Regions from separate parts of the Capra hircus genome. Here region 2 is linked to region 1. Evidence: chromatin contacts called from public Hi-C data. All regions are on one chromosome and are shown on one strand. Each heading gives the region's core, a stretch centred on a gene start, on an enhancer-like site or on the middle of the called end of the contact. The rest is flanking DNA. Distances are from core to core; before and after follow the strand shown. Region 1 overlaps RAB37 (ras-related protein Rab-37). Region 2 holds the start of RAB37 (ras-related protein Rab-37).

The links. Hi-C and Micro-C count contacts between places; a contact is called where the count stands out from the background.
Region 2: a contact with region 1 is called in a Hi-C map of blood, with 2.0 times the contacts expected there. The contact joins the promoter of RAB37 here to the enhancer-like site in region 1. A contact is called at or near these places in 2 of 5 Hi-C or Micro-C datasets (both in blood).

Annotation. Positions count from the first base shown.
Region 1 is chr19:55,874,419-55,881,017 of ARS1.2, reverse strand. All of the region lies in intron 2 of RAB37 (ras-related protein Rab-37), which reads left to right. Among named protein-coding and RNA genes, the nearest start is that of SLC9A3R1, 14 kb to the right of the region's middle. Within about 2 kb of position 4,972, at least 1 of the 5 cell types and tissues checked has an H3K27ac peak or open chromatin away from gene starts, as enhancers often do.
Region 2 is chr19:55,927,833-55,933,896 of ARS1.2, reverse strand. RAB37 (ras-related protein Rab-37) reads left to right here and starts at 1,304. Exons shown (of 9, transcript XM_018063868.1): 1 at 1,304-1,759. The coding sequence starts at 1,688.

The DNA of each region.
Region 1 (6,599 bases), core at 3,723-6,222:
AAGGCAAGGGACCATGATGGAGCAGAAATAAGAGACTGGCCAGGGTATGTGCCAGCTGAAGTTCAGCCGCAAAAACCAGCACCCAAGGCTCCTAGTGCTGCGAGCAGCGAGGCTGAGTCCAGGAGGGGCGGGGCCACACTGGCAGCCCCCAGGCTTTGGACCAGGGTGCCAGGAAGCCAACCAGGATGAGGGTGCCAGGCGTCCTCCACCGCGGGCCTGCATCACCTGCCCCTCAGCATGCAGGGCACGTGTGTGCCCACAGTCACCCTCCTCACTCACTCCATCCCTGTCCTTCCGCGTGTCAGAGGGTGAGAGGCAGAGAGGGGGTGGGGGAAACTGATTCACGCTCCTCGGAGGCTCAGGGGTAGGACCTCTAATGTTTGCCACCAGCCTGGTGAGAAAAGCGAGGCGACTTGCCAGTGTGAGAAGGAAGAAAGCGAGTGGCCAGCAGCGCATGGGCCAGGCCCGCCCTCCCTCCTGGACCTTGGCTGCGTGCTTGGCCCTGGTTCAGACCTCAGGACAAACCCACGGGTAGCTTATGCTGCGTGAGGGCCTGGGGGCCCGATTCAGGCCTGAGTCTGGGGTCTCCTGGGTCTAGCGAGTGGCCTGGGAGCAGACCAGGCACACACCCTACCCCTCAGCCCACACTGGCCGTAGAAGGTGGGATGACAGCCCGTGACAGGGGCCACGGCGAGGACACGTGACTAACCCCGGGCCAGGCACCACGGCCCAGCTCCACACAAAGAGGCCTGCAGCATTCATTGGGAAAACACTGGTCTCCTCCACAAGCCCCCTCCCCACTCCTTTGGGAAAACACTGGTTTCCTCCACAAGCCCCCTCCCCACTCCTCTGGCTAGCGCCAGAGGCAAGGGACTTTCCACTCGTTTCCTTCCCAGAGACGGGTCTCCTTCCAACCCTCTGCTCAGACCAGCTGGATCTCTGCCCAGCAGGTGAAGTCTCCCATGTCCTCTGACACAGGGGCTGGAGGACACGGGGGTCTCCTCCCAATATCAGTGGTCTGGGGGCCCCCAGAGAGCTGGGCTGCCGGACACTTGCTTGTCCACCTGTCGTTTGCACATTAACTTGAAACACTGCTGACAGCTCGTTGTTGTTAAGTCGTTAAATCATGTCTGACTCTTTGTGACCCCATGGACTGCAACACGCCATCCTCCCTATTCTTCACCATCTCCCTGAGTTTGCTCAAACTCATGTCCATTGAGTCAGTGATACCATCTGACCGTCTCATCCTCTGTTGCTCCCTTCTCCTCTTGCCCTCAATCTTTCCCAGCATCAAAATCTTTTCCAATGAGCTGGCCATGTGCAAATGTCCTGTGGCCAGCCCTGGCTGTGGTCAGAATTCCTGGTAGCTGGTGGGGGTGGGTGGGTGTCCTGTTGACCCAGCTCATTAGGCTGAGTGGAGCCTGGGCAGCAGGAGAGAGGAGGAATCCTTGACCTTCACTTTAAAGGAGACAGAGGTGGGGAATTCCCTGGTGGTCCAGTGGTTGGATTCTGTGCTTCCACTACGGGAGACATCAGTTCAATCCCCGGTTGGAGAAATAAGATCCCACTTGCTGCATGGCCAAAAAAAAAGTTAGTAATAATAACAATAAATACAGGAGACAGAGGTGGGTGGGGAGACCACTGGGATCTGCCCCCAGGCCCCCTCTAGAACCTCTGAGCTCATTGCTTCTGGAAGTGGGACCTGCCCAGGTCCTAGGTAGATGGCTCTCAAAGCAAGGTCTTTGCCAACTTCTCCGTCATCATCTGCACCAAACTGGTGGCATAGTCCTGTGGATGAGTTTACTGGGGTGTGAACACCCACAGGGTTCACACAGCAGTCTCCCCAGCCGGCTCCCTCCCCCTCAGTCAGGTTCTCCTGGCTATGTCTTGTCTCAGTGTCCCCTAAACTCTCCAGTCTTGCCTGAACACAACTGTAACGTTCATCTTTCTAAAGCCTCATCCCTGGTCCCCAGCACCTAGCACCATCAGTGGCTCATCTACTGCTTTCCAATAAGTTGGAATCCGTCCTCTGCAGGCCAAGTTCTGGTGCGTTCAGTCAAGTGGTTTCCAAACGCGCAGGTAATGCACATAAAAATCTCCAGTTTACCTGTAGTCATGGATCCCAAGCTCACCCACGCGCACGTGGGGACCGGCGGTCAGGCACCTCAGACTCTAATGTAGGTGTTCTCCCAGCTCTGCGGGTTTCTTGCCGCCCCCTCCGCTCACTCCCCCATCTCCTGAATGCCCTCCTCTGAACAACCATGAGGCTTCACGCAGCAGCATCACTTCCGTACTGGGAGGTTGTGTCAGGGTGACTTGTGTACCAGAGGAGGTCAGGGAGATCGGTTAGGGGTGAAGTGTGGGGTGTGTGCCTTCTGGACTTGGGGGTGATGAGAGGGGCTGGGGTCATTGAGAGACACTGCATTCAGAGGGTTATCTCTACCTCTAGGGAAGGTGTGAGATGTGGGGGTCAGTGAGGAGGGTGTCTGTGCAGTGATGTAGCGTGCATGTTGGGAAGTGGTGTTGAGTCCGGTCTGTGACCGTGAAGTGGTGACACGTGTTTGAGGGATGTGAGATGTGTGTGTTTGCAGAGGGGGTGAGGCATTGTGTGGCTATGGTCTGATATGAAGGGTACCCATGCTCACTGATAAAAGCGGTGCATGCGGAATGATTTGAGGTGCTTATGTGACTTGACTTGAGGTGTGCATGATGTGAGCAGTGTGTGTTTCTGTGGCCTGGGTGGTGTATATGATTTGAGGTGTGTGTGTGAGGTGTGTGCATGATGTAAGATGTGTATTTGTGGTGTGAGCCATTGTGTGTCTGTGGTGTGAGCTGTCTGCTGTCTGTGATGGGGTGTGAGGTATGTGTGTGCCTGGGTGTGACATGTCTCTGTGTGTGTGTCACATGAGGTGTGTGTGTCTGTCATATGAGGTGTGTGCGTGTCTGGGTGTGAGGTGTCTCTGATGGGGTGTGACGTGTCTCTGTGTGTGTGTACATGAGGTGTGTGTGTCTGTCATATGAAGCATGTGCATGTCTGGGTGTGAGGTGTTTCTGATGGGGTATGACGTGTCTGTGTGTCTGTCATGTGAGGTGTATGTGTGTGTGTCTGTCATATGAGGTGTGTGCATGTCTGGGCGTGACGTGTCTCTGTGTGTGTGTCTGTGTGTGTGTGTCACGTGAGGTGTGTGTGTCCGTCATATGAGGTGCGTGCATGTCTGGGTGTGAGGTGTCTCTGATGGGGTGTGACGTGTCTCTGTGTGTGTGTCTGTGTGTGTGTGTGTCTGTAGGTGTGTGTGTCTGTCATATGAGGTGTGTGCATGTCTGGGTGTGAGGTGTCTCTGATGGGGTGTGACATGTCTCTGTGTGTGTGTCTGTGTGTGTGTGTGTCTGTAGGTGTGTGTGTCTGTCATATGAGGCGTGCACATGTCTGGGTGTGAGGTGTCTCTGATGGGGCATGACGTGTCTGTGTGTGTGTGTCATGTGAGATGTGTGTGTCACGTGAGGTGTGTGTGTCTGTCATATGAGGCGTGCACATGTCTGGGTGTGAGGTGTCTCTGATGGGGTGTGACGTGTCTCTGTGTGTGTGTCTGTGTGTGTGTGTCACGTGAGGTGTGTGTGTCTGTCATATGAGTTGTGTGCATGTCTGGGTGTGAGGTCGTCTCTGATGGGGTGTGACGTGTCTCTGTGTGTGTGTACATGAGGTGTGTGTGTCTGTCATATGAAGCATGTGCATGTCTGGGTGTGAGGTGTTTCTGATGGGGTATGACGTGTCTGTGTGTCTGTCATGTGAGGTGTATGTGTGTGTGTCTGTCATATGAGGTGTGTGCATGTCTGGGCGTGACGTGTCTCTGTGTGTGTGTCTGTGTGTGTGTGTCACGTGAGGTGTGTGTGTCCGTCATATGAGGTGCGTGCATGTCTGGGTGTGAGGTGTCTCTGATGGGGCATGACGTGTCTGTGTGTGTGTGTCATGTGAGATGTGTGTGTCACGTGAGGTGTGTGTGTCTGTCATATGAGGCGTGCACATGTCTGGGTGTGAGGTGTCTCTGATGGGGTGTGACGTGTCTCTGTGTGTGTGTCTGTGTGTGTGTGTCACGTGAGGTGTGTGTGTCTGTCATATGAGTTGTGTGCGTGTCTGGGTGTGAGGTCGTCTCTGATGGGGTGTGACGTGTCTCTGTGTGTGTGTCTCTGTGTGTGTGTGTGTCTGTAGGTGTGTGTGTCCATCATATGAGGTGTGCACATGTCTGGGTGTGAGGTGTCTCTGATGGGGTGTGACATGTCTCTGTGTGTGTGTCTGTGTGTGTGTGTGTCTGTAGGTGTGTGTGTCTGTCATATGAGGTGTGTGCGTGTCTGGGTGTGAGGTGTCTCTGATGGGGTGTGACGTGTCTCTGTGTGTGTGTGTGTGTATGTGTGTCTGTAGGTGTGTCTGTCTGTCATATGAGGCGTGCACATGTCTGGGTGTGAGGTGTCTCTGATGGGGCATGACGTGTCTGTGTGTGTGTGTCACGTGAGGTGTGTGTGTCCATCATATGAGGCATGTGCGTGTCTGGGTGTGAGGTGTCTCTGATGGGGCGTGACGTGTCTCTCTGTGTGTGTCATGTGAGGTGTATGTGTGTGTGTCTGTGGTAAGGTGCTAGGAGTGGGTGGGGTGACGTGTGCCCGGTGTGAGCACTCGGGGAGATGCAGGCTGCCCCAGCGTGTACACAACACTAGAGAGGCCGTCAGGAAGGCTGGACTCCCCAGAGGCTGCATCCTCCGTCCGCTCTCTCCGCCACCCCTCCTGTCTAAAGACACTCCCCATCTCTGAGTGGGCTGTGCAGCCTCCCTTTGGGGCAACACTTGCCACCCTGGCACCTCCCAGCTCTGAACATCCCTGACCCCCTCTCACTTCTGCCTCCCTGGAGGCTGCCCTTGAACACCCCACCTGATGCTGCAGTGTCCCAGAGGACAGCATGTGACATACTGCGCACACAACACCACCCACAGGCCCCAGACCTGGCAGGCCAGACAGACACAGCCCAGAGGAGTCCAGCCGGGCCTCTCTGCCATGTTAGTGGGCTTCATGCCCCACTGCTACCAACCTGCCCACAGTGGAGATGCAGCCACACAGCGCTTGTATTTCTCCACCATTTCTAGAGCATCCACACCAATGGGCAACTTTCTCCATCCCAAACCTGCCACAGGACAAAGACGGTCTTGCGGAAGCCGACACAAACCACAGCTGGAGGCCAGAAATCAAGGCATAGGCAGGGCCACACTCCCTCTGAAGGCTCAAGGGAAGGCCCCTCCTCGCCTCTCCCAGCCTCTGGCAGCTCCTGGAAGCTCTTGGCATTCCTTCACTCGTAGCTGCAACGCTCCCAGCTCTACATCTGTCTCCACATAGCCATTTTCTCCCTGCGTCCTCTTCTTAAAAGGATACCATTCACGTCGGATTGAGGTCCCACCTCCTCCTCCCTGGACAGTGTATTAAAAAACAGGGACATGACTTTGCCTACAAAGGTCCATTTAGTCAAAGCTATGGTTCTTCCAGTAGTCATGTATGGATATGAGAGTTGGACCATAAAGAAGGCTGAGCACTGAAGAATTGATGCTTTTGAACTGCGGTGTTGGAGAAGACTCTTGAGAGTCCCTTGGACTACAAGGAGAGCAAACCAATCCATCCTAAAGGAAGTCAACCCTGAATATTCATTGGAAGGACTGATGCTGAAGCTGAAGCTCCAATACTTTGGCCACCTGATGCAAAGAGCTGAATCATCAGAAAAGACCCTGATGCTAGGAGGGATTGAGGGCAGGAGGAGAAGGGGATGACAGAGGATGAGATAACTGGATGGCATCACCAGCTCAATGGACATGAGTTTGAGCAAACTCCGGGTGATAGTGAAAGATAAGGAAGCCTGGCATGCTGCAGTCCACAGGGTTGCAAAGAATCAGACACGACTTAGCAACCAAACAATAACCTCTCCTCTAAGACCTCATCTTAAATAATTATACCCGCAATGACCCTACTTCCAAATAAGGTCACATTCTGAGTTGTTAGAGCTTAGGACTTGAGCTTGTCTCTGAGAAGGGGGGAATCACAATGCAACCCACATCAGCCTGGTTGGCAGAGGAAAGCCAAAGAGGACCAGACCACATCCCCTCTCTCCTTCCCCCTCAGTCATCACCCTCTTGGGCTAAAACCCTGCAGGGTTCCTGTGTGAGCCCTCAGAACACTGAACAGACTGGGGCGTTATTTGAGACCAAAGCCTGCGACGCCCAAATAGCAGGCAAGAGGGCACATAGGCAGGGCTCTGTGTCCTCCCTGCTCGCGTCCCTCCCTATGTGGCATGAGGTTGTGGCACACCCACTTCCGGAAAACAGCTCCTGGGACTTCCCTGGTGGTGCAGCGGTTAAGACTCCACACTTCTAAAGCAAGGTGGGTGGGTTTGATCCCTGGTCAGGGAACTAAGATCCCACATGCTGCACTTTGAGGCCAAATAAATAAATAAATAAAAACAGTGCTCCATGGAAAATAGCTCCAAGTGATGCCTAAAGTTCCAGGGCAGGAGGCAGGTGTACACATACAGTCCCCACGAGGCTTATGGTCGCCCGTAAGCCAGGCC
Region 2 (6,064 bases), core at 55-2,554, 57 kb before region 1:
GTTTTACAGTTTAAAAAGAAAGAAATATTTTTCACATAGTTGTCTCATTCACTCCTCACAAAAGCCCAATGAGATAGGCACAAATTGTTCAACCTATTTTACAGATGAGAAAACATAAGCTATCCCAGAAGACTTGCATGGTTTGGTTAAAGCCACCTAGCCAAAAAAGAAATTGAAACCTAGAAGTAAAATGCACCCTTTTAATCTTAGGCCTGGCCCTTTCCTTCCATATTGTATTGTCTCTAGAAGCTGGTGGTGATAGAATTTGTGTCTAATGAGGTAGTTGCTTGCTGAATGCCCAAGTCATCATATGAGGATGACCCCTGAGATCACTTCTCAGCTCCCTGTTCCCATAGGGGTCAACTTCAAGTTCACTTTTTCAGGTGGTAACAAAAGCCTGCAAATTGCTGGTCCCAGCAGCAGGACTTTCCCAGTGTTTAGGAGAAGTAGACAGAGTTCTCATTCCCTTGTCCAGAAGGCACAATAGCTAACATTTTTTGAGTTCCTAATACGTGTCAGGCACCATTCTAGGCTCTTTATGTGAATAAACTTATTAAAACCTCAGAACAACACCATGACGTAGGTACTATTATTATTTCCACTTCATGGAGGCTTAGGGGAAGTTAAGTAACTTGCCGAGGTTACACAGCTTATCATTTTCAGAGTTGTGATTTGAACTCTGGAGCCCGTACCCTTAATCAAACAACCCTTCTGCCTCACCCAAGCCAATTGTTCTTAAGTCGGTCAGCCATGTTCGACTCTTTTCTACCCCATGGACTATACAGTCCATGGAATTCTCCAGGCCTGAATGAATACTGGAGTGGGGAGCCTTTCCCTTCTCCGGGGGATCTTCCCAACCCAGGGATCGAACCCAGGTCTCCCTCATTGCAGACAGGTTCTTTACCAGCTGAGCCCCCAGGGAAGCCATCATTTTTCAGAGTTATGATTTGAATTCTGGAGCCCAAATCAAATAGCCCTTCTGCCTTTCCCAAGCCAAGTGTTCTTAAGTTTGGGGGAGGGGGACATACACATCCTAGAGAGTGTAATTTAAGCTCTGGACCCTCTCTGTAGGGAAATGCAGGTAAGCAGAATTGTGCAAATTATTTCAGAAACTTCAGGGACCCCTCTGGGCCCTCAACTGTAGACCTCATACATCTTGTAGGGAACTGTCTAGAGATCAAAGAGAAGTGGCTCCAGCGCCGCTGGGCTTCGCCTCTGCAACCGCAGGAGGAGAGCTGAGCTGCGTGCTGTGACGGGGATGTTCGGTCACTAAAAATCAGGAATGGTGAGCTCCCGGGACCACAATGCCCTGAGAACGCAGCCGGAACGCTGAGATCCCAGGATCCGGTAGCTGAATGAGATTCGCACGGACTGCAGGCTAGACTGAAATCTTCCATCCCTCCCAACAGCCTGGAGTCGCGAGACAGGGGACGGGATCTCAGAACTCTGGCCCTGGGCGCGCAGGGACGGTATCGCTGTTCCTGGTGCTGAAACACTGCGGTCGCAGAAGGGAGAGGCCGCCTGCTCTTAGGGTACCGCGCCGCAGCGGCTGCGGGAGCTGTCCAGTGCTGAAACGGATGCGGCAGGCCGGCCGGGCTTAGACCCGAGCCTGCTGCACCCGTAGGAGACCGGACGGAGCTGACGCAGAGCGCTGGGAGAGCGGGGAACAGCGGGCTCCAAGCCGGGAATGGACCTGCAGAGACTCGACTCCTACCAAGGGGGAGCCGGCCCTGACTTCCATGAGCACGTCCTGCATAAGGTAAGGATCTCCTCGGGTCACCCCCACCACCACCCCCACCCCCGGCTCCCATCTCAATCCTGGGGGAGGGCTCCGTCACCAGTTCTCTCTCTTCTCTTGGCTTTGGAACTTAGAGGGAAACTAGACCGTTTCTGTGAGCCTGGGGGATCCTTTCTGCCTGATGTTGTTTGTTACTTAAAACAGATGCGGGTACACGGGGGAGGGGCCGCCGCCAGAGGTTCAGATCGTCAGGGGCTTCATTCATTCATTTAAATCACTTGGATCCCTTTCTCACATCCTCTCTCCTGACTCTCAGCCCTGTGACCCTCAAGAACCTTTGCATTCCATAACCCTTGTGGAAGGGTACATTGTTCTTCCACCCTTGCCTCCCAAGCTCCAGTCCCATTAAGTCTGGTGGTTGTGGTCAAATACCCGAATTCCTGGCCAACTTGGCTGAAATTAAACATCGAAGTGGTCTGCAGCAAAAATAAACTGTTGTTTTCAAACCAGACTCCCTTGCACCTCCGGAAACCTGCCCTCCAGCCAGGACTCACTCATAGCTTCCTGAAAGTGCTTATTTCATAGCTCACACTCACCCGTTGCTTCTCTCATTCAAGATTTTTATATAACTAAGTTATCAGTAACATAACTAAATTATCAGTAATGTAAATTATCAATAACATCCTCTTGAAGTGGATTGTTGGGGAAAAGTAGCAGCCTCCCTCCAGGCAACACTTTTCAATTCAAACCCATCAGTCAGGACTTTCCTGGTGGTCCAGTGGCTAATACTCTACACTTCCAATGCAGGGGGCCTGGGTTCGATCCCTGGTCAGGGAACTAGATCCCACAAGCTGTAACTAAAGTTTCCTGTATCCACAACTAAGACCCGACGCAGCCAAATAAATAAATATTTGTTTAAATCACTGTGAATAAGCAGAATATATATTTTGCCATAAGAAGTCACCATTGCTCCTCATCTCTTTCTCTGCCTTCTTCGTTCAGCCCTTTTATTTCCTGCTTTGTTAACACTGGTTTATCTTTTAGTCCCTGAAAGGCAGCACACAGTCCTATACATGGAGATTTTTTTTAATCAAGGTATCACTCTGAAAATTCCATGAATGTAAGCTTTGAAGTAATCTCATCCACTTTTGTTCTCTACTATACAGTTGTTGGCCTTCCCAGGTTGTGTTAGTGGTAGAGAACCCACCTGCCAATGCAGGAAACATAGGAGATGTGGGTTTGATCCCTGGGTCAGGAAGATCCCCTGGAGGAGGGCATGGCAACCCACTCCAGCATTCTTGCCTGGAGAATCCCATGGACAGGAGCCTGGTGGGCTACAGTCCTTAGGGTTACACAGAGTTAAACACGACTGAAGCCTACTAGCATCCATGCATGCCTCCCAGTTGATATTTGAGGAAACTCAAACCTGGAGTGGTAAAGTGACTTGCCCAAGTAAACAAGGTAGTGAATGGCAACATGCTAAAAGCCAGGAATTATATTAAGTCTAATATTCTTTTCTCTCTATAAGTGAAGTCCACGGACCTGCAGCATTGACGTTACCTTAGAGCTTGTTAGAAATGTGACATCTCAGGCTCCACCCCAGACCTGCTGAATCTAAATATGTGTTTTAACATGATCTCTAGAAAATAAATATGCACATTAAGCTTTCAGATACTGCCAGGTGCCACACTGGCTATTTCTGATACAAATTGTAGAAAGCCAACTATGAAGAGAAGAGGGTCTATAGATTTGATGAGTCCAGTGACTTCTCCCTTTAGGCCCCTGAACCTCTAAGGTATAGAGAAGAAGAAAAATGCATAACTTCCCCAGTTAGGAAGTTTAAAAACCACCACTGTTTGAAATAAACTAGAATAAGGTCTGTGTTCTTAGAGGTGGTGAATCTAGCCTCAGTCAAAAATGCATGCAAACAAAAGGGAATTTAATTGCAAATCAATTACAAAAGCATCCTAGTGACTAGATATATGGGTCTCTCCAATCCATCCTATAAAGATATAAATATCCATTTAAAAAGCTTTAAGACTTGGTGGTCCAAGTTTCAAAATTATTGATCATGTATGGTCTTTCCCACCTCAATTACCCACACAGGAAATCTAGGCTATAGCCCATGAGAACGTTCACTTCCTTTGGGTTTATTGATTACCAAATTGGAAGGGAGCCTATTCCTACAAGTTCCAATACATTTGAAGACAGGTGTCCACTTACCACCAGTAAATGCTCAATATCTTCAACTTGGTTGTGAGCACCTTGAGGGTAGAAGCTGGCCTTAAACCTTCTGTGATACCAAACAGGGTAACATATGTGGGTTGCAATTTTCCTTTTCTTATAATACTGGTCACCTCCTCCTAGTATTATTTTATTATTGTACACGACTTCTTATTGTGATCCACTTAGAAAACTTTTTGTAAAGAGACAGGGTATCAACATATTTGTATCATTTTAAACTTTACTGTGTAACAGAGTCCAAGGAATTCCTGTTGGTTCGTTATAACAAATTGACTGTAGGAGGGAGGGCTCCCTCCCAACATTAATTGCTAGGGAGGATTCTTTTTAAATAAACATTTTATTGAAGAATTACACATACAAGAAAAGCTCAAACCATATGTCTATACCCTGATGGGTTAGCACAAAGTGAGCACTTCTGTGCAACCACTACCAAAATGAAGACAGAACATTACTGGGACTTCCTTGGAGATCCAGTGGTTAAGAATCTGCACTTCCTGGTTTCCCTGGTGGCTCAGGAGTAGGGAACCTGCCTCCCAGGGCAGGAGACAAGGATTCCATCCCTGATCCAGGAAAATCCCACACGCCGTGGAGTAACTAAGCCTGTGCTGTAGAGCCCTCCAGCCACAACTGCCGAGCCCACATGCCACAGAGAGTTTAGCGCCTGCACCATAGAGCCTGTGAACACCGCAGCTGGAGAAGCCAACCCAGTGAGAAGCCTGAACACCGCAGCCAGAGAGCAGCCCCACTCACGGCAGCAAGAGAGAAGCCACCCAGCAGCAAAGACAGCACCATCAAAAATAAGCAAATAAATTGTAAGAAAAAGGAATCTGCACTTCCATTTCAGGGGCACGCGTTCAGTCCCTGGGCAGGGAACTAAGATTTCACATGTCACGCGATGCAGCCAAAAAACAAATTAAAAAAAAAAAAAGAAGAAGAACCTTACCAGCTTCCCAGAAACCACCCCCAACGTTTTTCCTACATACTGCCCCCATCCTCCTCCCCAGAGGTCACCTTTTCAGAGGGTGAAGTATTATTTAATGTTTTGACAGAGCTACTAAATTTTATGTAGGATAGTCCTAGAAACCTGCCAGAGAAAAGATATTGCTGTATGGTGGAAAGAAACCCCAGACTTGGAATCAGACCAGACCTTGATTTGATTCTGAAAGACATCTGTGAGCCTTATTTTTCTTATCTATAAAACAGGGATAATAATACCTGGCTTGCTGAGGGTTTGCTTTTTTTTTGAGTGAAAATGTTAGATAACATAATGTAATATCTTTATTTATTTATCAGGTGTATTAGAAAATTCAATAAATGGTTGTTATTAGGACACCCATCTTGAGGTCCAGAACAACTTCAGTAGGTGTCACGTTGGGTCTCACCTAACATGATGAAGCTTCATGAGAAAAGCAGCAGCTTCATACACAGAAACACACACAGACATTTCACAGACACAATCCCAGGGGACTGAGCTACCTACGCAAAACTCCTGACTTCTGTGTGAATATCGCAACCCTGATTTCCTAAGGCAAACATCTCTTTTCTCTGGGAGGTGAGGTATGGGATACTGTTTCACCAAAAGTTTTACTTTTGTTTTAGGTTTGAAGGATTTGTTAACAAAAGAAACTGCTTGTTACACACACATAAACAGTTCCAATATTTAATAGAGGCTTATTTGAATTAATTGCAATATGCTGTCATTAAAAGAAAAGAAATAGAAACAGCAGACAAAGGTAACAGTCTATACATCACCAAATCAGGCCCACAACCTTCAACCAGACTTGAAAGCACTGGGGAGTCCCTCACTGACAGCAACCTGGAATCCCAACTGGGAAAGGGTCTTCCCAGGTGGTGCTAGTGGAAGAAGCTGCCTGCCAATGAGGGAGACGTGAGAGATGCAGGTTCCATCCCTGGGGTGGGAAGATCCCCTGGAGGAGGGCATGGCAACCCGCTCCAGCATTCTTGCCTGGAGAACCCCGTGGACAGAGGAGCCTGGCGGGCTGCAGTCCGTAGGGTCGCAAAGAGCTGGGCACAACTGAAGCGACTTAGCACAGCACAGCACCCAGATGGTGCGTCCAGCCC